Regions from separate parts of the Triticum aestivum genome. Here region 2 is linked to region 1. Evidence: chromatin contacts called from public Hi-C data. All regions are on one chromosome and are shown on one strand. Each heading gives the region's core, a stretch centred on a gene start, on an enhancer-like site or on the middle of the called end of the contact. The rest is flanking DNA. Distances are from core to core; before and after follow the strand shown. Region 1 holds the start of LOC123046478 (vacuolar-sorting receptor 7). Region 2 holds the start of LOC123046481 (protein ECERIFERUM 26-like).

Region 1 (3,748 bases), core at 243-2,742:
GCAAGAAGAAGGTACAGCTTCACTTGAAGATCAAGAAAGACAAGAGAAAAGCTAGGAAGAAGGGAAATTCTGGGAAGAAGAGTTACTAGATGTGCGAGCTGCTGTGTTATGTATCATGCAATCTTGTTTCGTTAGTTTGAACAACGCATGTAACGGTAATTCTGCTTGTGAACCCAAGTGTTAATCCTAGGGTGGTCAACAATGTACTGAAAAATATCTCAATGAGCACCCCAAACGAAAATAGTGTCGCCATGTTCATCTGTTTTTCCCCCTTCTCTAAACTTGAGCTCACCTGATTACGAGGTACGCCATTGTGAACTACTCCCTCCATCCCATAATGTAAGATCGTTTTGCCAGCAGTTTTAGCTTATATTATGGGATGCCAGCAGTTTTAGCTTATATTATGGGACGGAGAGGTATATTGCAATTGTTAATGCAATAGTATCTTGTCATATCTCTGTAAGAGTTCTTACCATTCGTCTCTCATGTTGCATGACTTATCTCGAAGCGGCTCTAGTTCCAGCCTTGTCACATGCCTGCGGATCATAAAGAATTTCGGATTCTCATGAGAGCATGTTCTGTTAGGTAGCATATGGAAACTGTGTGATGCAGATCCTGGAATGAATGAATCCAATTCACCATCATCTACTCATGTGCACAACAGATTATGCTAGAAACAAAATAACACCAGTTGACTTGTATCCAGACTGGAAGAATATTATCCAAACACACTGACACTGAATTTTGCGTAACCTATTTGAACCTTTCATGAACTCAGTTCTTCATAGTTTTTTGTCATGTCAGATGATGTGCTCGAATATGATCTCTCATGTAAGCATCAATTAGTGGCCTTATTAAGCAGCCACCAGAACGCCATTTAATTATCATGGCTTGGGTTGTTGTGTTATTTGTTTGAATTAAACGGATCGGATCTGATGTGTAGTAGTAGGAGTAGGAAATAGGGTTGAGTTGTTCTTGGCACGTCTACCTGATGTATCCCACAAGGCCAGTTGCCATGATTGCCCTCACCCGCTGACTGACCCCAACCTTGAGCTGGTTGGTTAGGGCATCCCCAATGGCAACGACTGACCCCAACCATGTGTCACGACTCTCATGGAGAAGGGGCATGGATCGCCAAAAGAATGGAATTGGTCAGAGCCTAATTATCACGTCACGGTGTGTTGCTGTGCGAAGCAAGCAATGTCACATCTGAGTATATCATATAGTGCTCATTTCCTAGAAAAAAAGAACTTTTTAGCAGACTCGCAGCTGGTCAATGCAAAATTACAAAGTTGTTACATCATCTTGTATAGCGACATAACGAAGAAAAATTCAATCTTTGAATTTTTAGACTCCAATTTGCAGTCTACGGACCAATTCCCGTCCCCCAAAATGTTTTTATTCTCCCAGTACAATTTTCCTATGAAAAACTCGTAATCTGACGAGTCTCCTCCCTGGCAAACTTCCATGTCGTCTCCACTACGTGGTCTCCCGTTTTAACCAACCCAGCCACGAAATTTTCTACAAGAACGAGGAGGAAGCAGAGTTAGACTTAGACCGGACCGAGAGGCATGGCGATGGCGCTCCACGGGCATGCGAAGAGGGGTAGGCTCGCGGCGGCGCTGTGGCTCGTCGTGGTGGCCACGGCGAGCGTGGCGTCGGCCCGGTTCGTGGTGGAGAAGAACAGCATCAAGGTGCTGTCGCCGCACTGGCTCCGGGGCCGCCACGAGGCCGCGATCGCCAACTACGGCGTCCCGGACTACGGCGGCATGCTGACCGGCGTGGTGCTGTACCCGGCGGACGCGAAGCAGGCCAACGGGTGCAAGCCGTTCGGGGCGACGGCGTTCAAGTCGCGGTCCGGCCGGCCGGTGGTGCTCCTGGTGGACCGCGGCGGCTGCTACTTCGCGCTCAAGACGTGGAACGCGCAGCAGGCGGGCGTGGCGGCGGTGCTGGTCGCCGACAGCGTGGACGAGCCGCTGCTGACCATGGACACCCCGGAGGAGGAGACCCCCGACATGGCCTTCCTGGCCAACATCACCGCCCCCTCCGCGCTCGTCTCCAAGCCCTTCGGCGACGCCCTCCGCGCCGCGGCGTCCGGCGACTCCTCCGCCGCCGAGGTGGTGGTCCGGCTCGACTGGCGCGAGTCGATGCCGAACCCGGACGCGCGGGTGGAGTACGAGTTCTGGACCAACAGCAACGACGAGTGCGGGCCGCGGTGCGACGAGCAGGCAGCGTTCGTGGCGGCGTTCCGGGGCCACGCGCAGCTGCTGGAGAAAGCCGGCGACGCGCTCTTCACGCCGCACTACATCACCTGGTTCTGCCCCGACGAGTACCGCGGCACGCGGCAGTGCGCGTCGCAGTGCATCAACCGCGGCCGCTATTGCGCGCCGGACCCGGAGGGGGACCTGGGCGCCGGCTACCAGGGCCGGGACGTGGTGCTGGAGAACCTCCGGCAGCTGTGCGTGCACCGGGTGGCCAACGCCCGGAACGCGTCGTGGGCGTGGTGGGACTTCGTGGCCGACTACCGCGTGCGGTGCTCCATGCGGGAGAAGAAGTACTCCCGCGGGTGCGCCGAGGAGGTGGTGGCGTCGCTGGGCCTGCCGGCGGAGCTGATCGACAAGTGCATGGGCGACCCCGACGCCGACGCCGACAACGACGTGCTCCGGACGGAGCAGATCGTCCAGGTCGGGCAGGGCAACCGCGGCGACGTCACCATCCTGCCCACGCTCGTCATCAACAACGTGCAGTACCGGGGTGCGAATACGATCGAGCTTGGTGGCTTCTCCTGATTTCAACACGATTGCTGAATTTGTCTGAAAGGAACTGATCGTGGTTTCGTTTCTGTTTTGCAGGGAAGCTGGAGAGCACGGCCGTCCTCAAGGCGATCTGCGCCGGTTTCAAGGAGACCACGGAGCCGCGTGTCTGCATGACACAAGGTTTGCATTTACAACCTCATCACACTTGCTGTTTTCCTGATCGTGGATCGCTTCATTTCACTGTTTCTGTTCACTGCTAAATCGATCACAAATTCGCAATCTCTACGATTTACTTGCAGATATGGAGACGGACGAGTGCCTGCACAACAATGGCGGCTGTTGGCGCGATGAAAAGACTAACATCACCGCCTGCAAGGTAGTATCTTCCAATCCGACATTCATAGTTCAGACAGATGAAACAACAAGGAGTACGATTTCGAACACGTTGTATACTGCAGGACACGTACAGGGGAAGGGTGTGCGAGTGCCCGGCGGTGGACGGCGTCCAGTACGAGGGCAACGGGTACAAGGAGTGCAAGCCCGTCGGCCCCGGCCGGTGCGCCGCCAACAACGGCGGGTGCTGGAAGGAGACGAGGCACGGCAAGACCTTCTCCGCCTGCAAGGGGTCGGGGTCGCTGAGCGGGTGTGAGTGCCCGCCGGGGTTCAGGGGAGACGGGCTCACCTGCGAAGGTGCGTGCGCGTGACTTGCTCACTAGTTCGCCTCGGCCTCACCGCATCTGCAATTTCTGACAAAACGGTGTGTTCTCGTGGCCATCGCAGACGTGGACGAGTGCAGCGAGAAGGCGGCGTGCACCTGCCCCGGCTGCTCCTGCAGGAACACCTGGGGCGGGTACCACTGCCGGTGCGGCGGCGACGGCAACCAGGTGTACATCCAGGCCGAGGACACCTGCGTGGGGAAAAGCGCGGCGGCGGCGGGGTGGCTTGTGACGGCGCTGGTGCTGTCGTGCCTCGCCGGCGCCGGGCTCGCCGGG
Region 2 (3,975 bases), core at 1,422-3,921, 210 kb before region 1:
TAAGTAGTCTTAATGGTCATGATGGCACTTTATGTAGGGCGTTACCAGTAACGCTAGACCTTAATGTACTTTAACCCTCTGCTAACGTGGGCTGGCTGGGGTCTTGGCGTCCTCTATATAAGCCACCCCCCTCCACTGGTAGAAGGGTTCGCACCCCTGTAATTCATATACACAGAGATCAGTCGACCGCCTCAGGGCTCCGAGACGTAGGGCTGTTACTTCCTCCGAGAAGGGCCTGAACTCGCTAAACACTCGCGTGTACAACTACTCCATAGCTAGGATCTTGCCTCTCCATACCTACCCCCCTATTCTACTGTCAGACTTAGAACCACGACACTACACACTTAAGGTTCGGTGACGCTAGGGTTATTAGGAAGACATGTATGTGATTACCGAATGTTGTTCGGAGTACCGGATGAGATCCCGGACGTCACGAGGAGTTCTGGAATGGTCCGGAGGTGAAGATTTATATATGGGAAGTTGTCATACGGTCACCGGAAAGTTTCGGGGGCATATCGGTATTGTACAGGGGCCACCGGAGGGATTCCGGGGGTCCACCGGGAGGGGCCACCCCTCTCGGAGGGCCTCATGGGCCGTAGGGGGCAGGGAAGCAGCCCCTGGAGGGCTGGGCGCCCCCCCTTGGGCCCATGCGCCTAGGGTTGGGGGGGGGAACCCTAGTGGGGGCGCCCCCCTTGCTTGGGGGGCAAGCCCCCCTCCCTGGCCGCCGCCCCCCTCTAGATCTCATCTAGAGGGGGACGGCCCCCTTCCCCCTTCCCCTATAAATAGAGGGGCGAGGGGAGGGCTGAACACCTGATCCAAGGCGCAACCCCTCCCCTCCCCAACACCTCTCCTCATCCGTTAGGTGCTTGGCGAAGCCCTGTCGGAGTACTGCCTCTCCACCATCACCACGCCGTCGTGCTGCTGCTGGAGTCTTCTTCCTCAACCTCTCCTTCCCCCTTGCTGGATCAAGAAGGAGGAGACGTCATCCGCTCCGTACGTGTGTTGAACGCGGAGGTGCTGTCCGTTCGGCACTTGGTCATCGGTGATTTGAATCACGGCGAGTACGACTCCATCATCACCGTTCTCTTGAACGCTTCCGCATGCGATCTACAAAGTGGTATGTAGATGCAATCTCTCTCCCATGACTCGTTGCTTAGATGAACTCATAGATGGATCTTGGTGAAACCGTAGGAAATTTTTTAATTTTCTGCAACGTTCCCCAACAGGGAGTACTTTACTAGAAATACCGTTGCGCGTTGCTATGGGAAATTGCAATCAATTTTAGTGATTTGATGGTATGCAACATTCATAGTAGAATTAATAATACATGAACTAAAACTAAAAATAAATATTATATATTACTTCTTCTGTAAACTAATATAAGAGCGTTTAGATAACTAAAATAATGATCTAAACACTCTTATATTAGTTTACGGAGGACTACATACGATTATTCTGTGGTCAATTTCTTTTTAATATAGTGTCATCATATAGTGAAAAACTTTTCCCATGCATGTCGAGTGGACCTGTGATGAGATGGCATGTGTGGCGAGGTGGGATATGTGCATGGGTTCAACCAAAAATGAAAAACTTTTTCTCAGGCATGTTATGGTGGGCCTTTGATAAAGTGGCATGTGGTATTTCGAATGAACTATTTAGGTATATATGATATAGGGTTTAAGATTCATGGACAAGATTCGGCTTTTTCAGTGAAGTAACGTTTCATGGAAGTCATAGAAAAAAAAATACAAAATTGATGCTTCAAAAGTATTATTTTTAAAAACATTTTAGAGTGCTGATTTTGACTTTTTTGCCACGGCTTATATGAACGTCATTTCATGATGAAATTTTGTAAGCATTCAGATTTTTGTCAATGTTTGCACAAAAAAAATCAGAATTTTTTAAATGCTTTTACTTTTTTCAGAGTTTACTGTTCATCATGAGTTCAAATGAGTTCGCAAGCAGACTATGACTTTTGTTAAAAAAGGTTTCTTGGCACCGCCCCATAGGACTGTCGCTTTTGTAGGGTCACGTTGAACTTTACTCGTACCCGTTCCGTGTAGCACTAGTACTACCTTGGTACAGATCTCAGCTGCACACAGTTACACACCATACGGGGCTATGCCTTCACCGCTTCACGTGACCTTCAACAGTGTCCACGGCTCGTGCTGCTACCACGTCCACCGTCGTCGCACGCCTCCGCCTGTCGCGTAGGTGAAGTCCAGTCCCACCACCTACATACGGCGCCCACCCAAGAGGAGACGCCGTCGCCGGCACCACCACTGTTGCAGCGGCCACGCACTGTTCGTCGGCGCCACCGCGCGTGGAACCGAATCCGATGTCCCTCAGATCCAATCCCACTGGCGTACTACATTCCTCCGCCATCCTTGTACAGATCACACGGCGAGGACCATGAGATCCGACATCCAGAGAACACAGCCACGCAAAACAGTGTGCGCACGGCGCGGGGCGTCCTGTCCGGCGAGCCAGCCATCAATTCACCGGCGGCGCCCGGCAACCGTGCACCGCTGCACGGCGGCTCGCGCCTCGTCACCCTGTCAGCGCGCGGGTCGGAGCCGTCGAGTCGAACCCATCCGTCCGTCCGTTGCTCACCTCCCCAACCAACCCCGCCCGCGCCCGTATTTAAACCCCAACCGGTTACCGGCGAACTGCCGTGTGCCGGCTTCCGTCCACCCCCCCATCTCGGGCCGGATATATACGCCACCCCTACACGCGTCCCACCAACAAACCGAGGCTGTGCACTCACACAGCGAGCGAGCTCAGCTTAGCCTAGCCCAAGCAGTCGCGAGCTTGCACGTATACTCAGCTGTTGCGCGGCGCGATCGGCATGGGGCTCGAGGGGGAAAAGACGGCGGCGGAGGCGGTGCACGGGCACCGGCTGTCGACGGTGGTGCCGAGCTCGGTGACGGAGGTGGAGGGGTACGAGCTGGGGGACGCGGACCTGGCGTTCCGGCTGCACTACCTGCGCGGGGTGTACTACTACGCGGCGGGGGAGGTGGTGCGCGGGGTGACCACCAAGGTGCTCAAGGACCCCATGTTCCCCTGGCTCGACGCCTACTACCCCGTGGCCGGTCGCGTCCGCCGCCCCGCCGACGACGCCACCGGCGAGCAGGAGGCCTCACGTCGGCCCTACGTCAAGTGCAACGACTGCGGCGTCCGCATCGTGGAGGCCCAGTGCGAGCGCGCGCTGGACGAGTGGCTCCGCGACGACGCCGTCGACCGCGTCCGCCAGCTCTGCTACGACAAGGTGCTCGGCCCGGAGCTCTTCTTCTCCCCGCTGCTCTACGTCCAGGTAAACAGACCGTCGACCATTCTCATTCTCGCCTCCAATCCAATCATACCCCGATAATGAAATGAATAGTAGTACCACTTATTCGATTAAACAACTACTCGGCCAGTTGAATCTTCAACCGGGAGTTGCTTGCGAGGATTGTTGACATTGTAGATAAGGATTTTACTACTTTTACCAGAGATCGATCTGTTCTGGCTTGGCGCGACCGGTTCTTGACGCGGGATAAGGATTAGATGATCATCAAGATGTAGCTTTCGGTGTGGTTCGCAGCTGTAGGTGTAACCATCAAAAAATTATGCTAGAACTGGGTATGGACCTCAAAATCGGAAGCCATTAGTGCGCCCGGCTGATGTTGCTTGGACTGGGAGCAAACTGATTACTTGATTGCTGCTGCATCCGGCATCCGGCATTTCTAGTTCGTGGGGACTGAAGGGGCGTTTCGTCCCCGCTCTTCTTAAATCGCTAGTAGAGTGTAGTAGTACGATGTACAGGGATCATGCGAAGCAGGTGAGGCGGTTTCAGCGGTAGGATAGGGCATCCCACCCCCACCGATGTGCATGATCAGAATTCCATCCAGCAAAATCTTGTTCCAATATGGTGATGCACTGCTGAATCAACTGATGATGATACACTAGACGAGAAAATTTTGGCATGTGTGGAAG

The links. A called contact is a pair of places that touch in the nucleus more often than the background predicts.
Region 2: a Hi-C map of leaf shows a contact between it and region 1, with 2.1 times the contacts expected there. The contact joins the promoter of LOC123046481 here to the promoter of LOC123046478 in region 1. A contact is called at or near these places in 2 of 5 Hi-C or Micro-C datasets (both in leaf).

The regions. Positions count from the first base shown.
Region 1 is chr2B:646,806,982-646,810,729 of IWGSC CS RefSeq v2.1, reverse strand. LOC123046478 (vacuolar-sorting receptor 7) reads left to right here and starts at 1,492. Exons shown (of 7, transcript XM_044469858.1): 1 at 1,492-2,754; 2 at 2,853-2,936; 3 at 3,056-3,132; 4 at 3,215-3,446; 5 at 3,537-3,748. The coding sequence starts at 1,572. It overlaps LOC123046480, which reads left to right. Exons shown (of 2, transcript XM_044469860.1): 2 at 1-258. The coding sequence ends at 89.
Region 2 is chr2B:647,021,641-647,025,615 of IWGSC CS RefSeq v2.1, reverse strand. LOC123046481 (protein ECERIFERUM 26-like) reads left to right here and starts at 2,671. Exons shown (of 2, transcript XM_044469861.1): 1 at 2,671-3,313. The coding sequence starts at 2,849.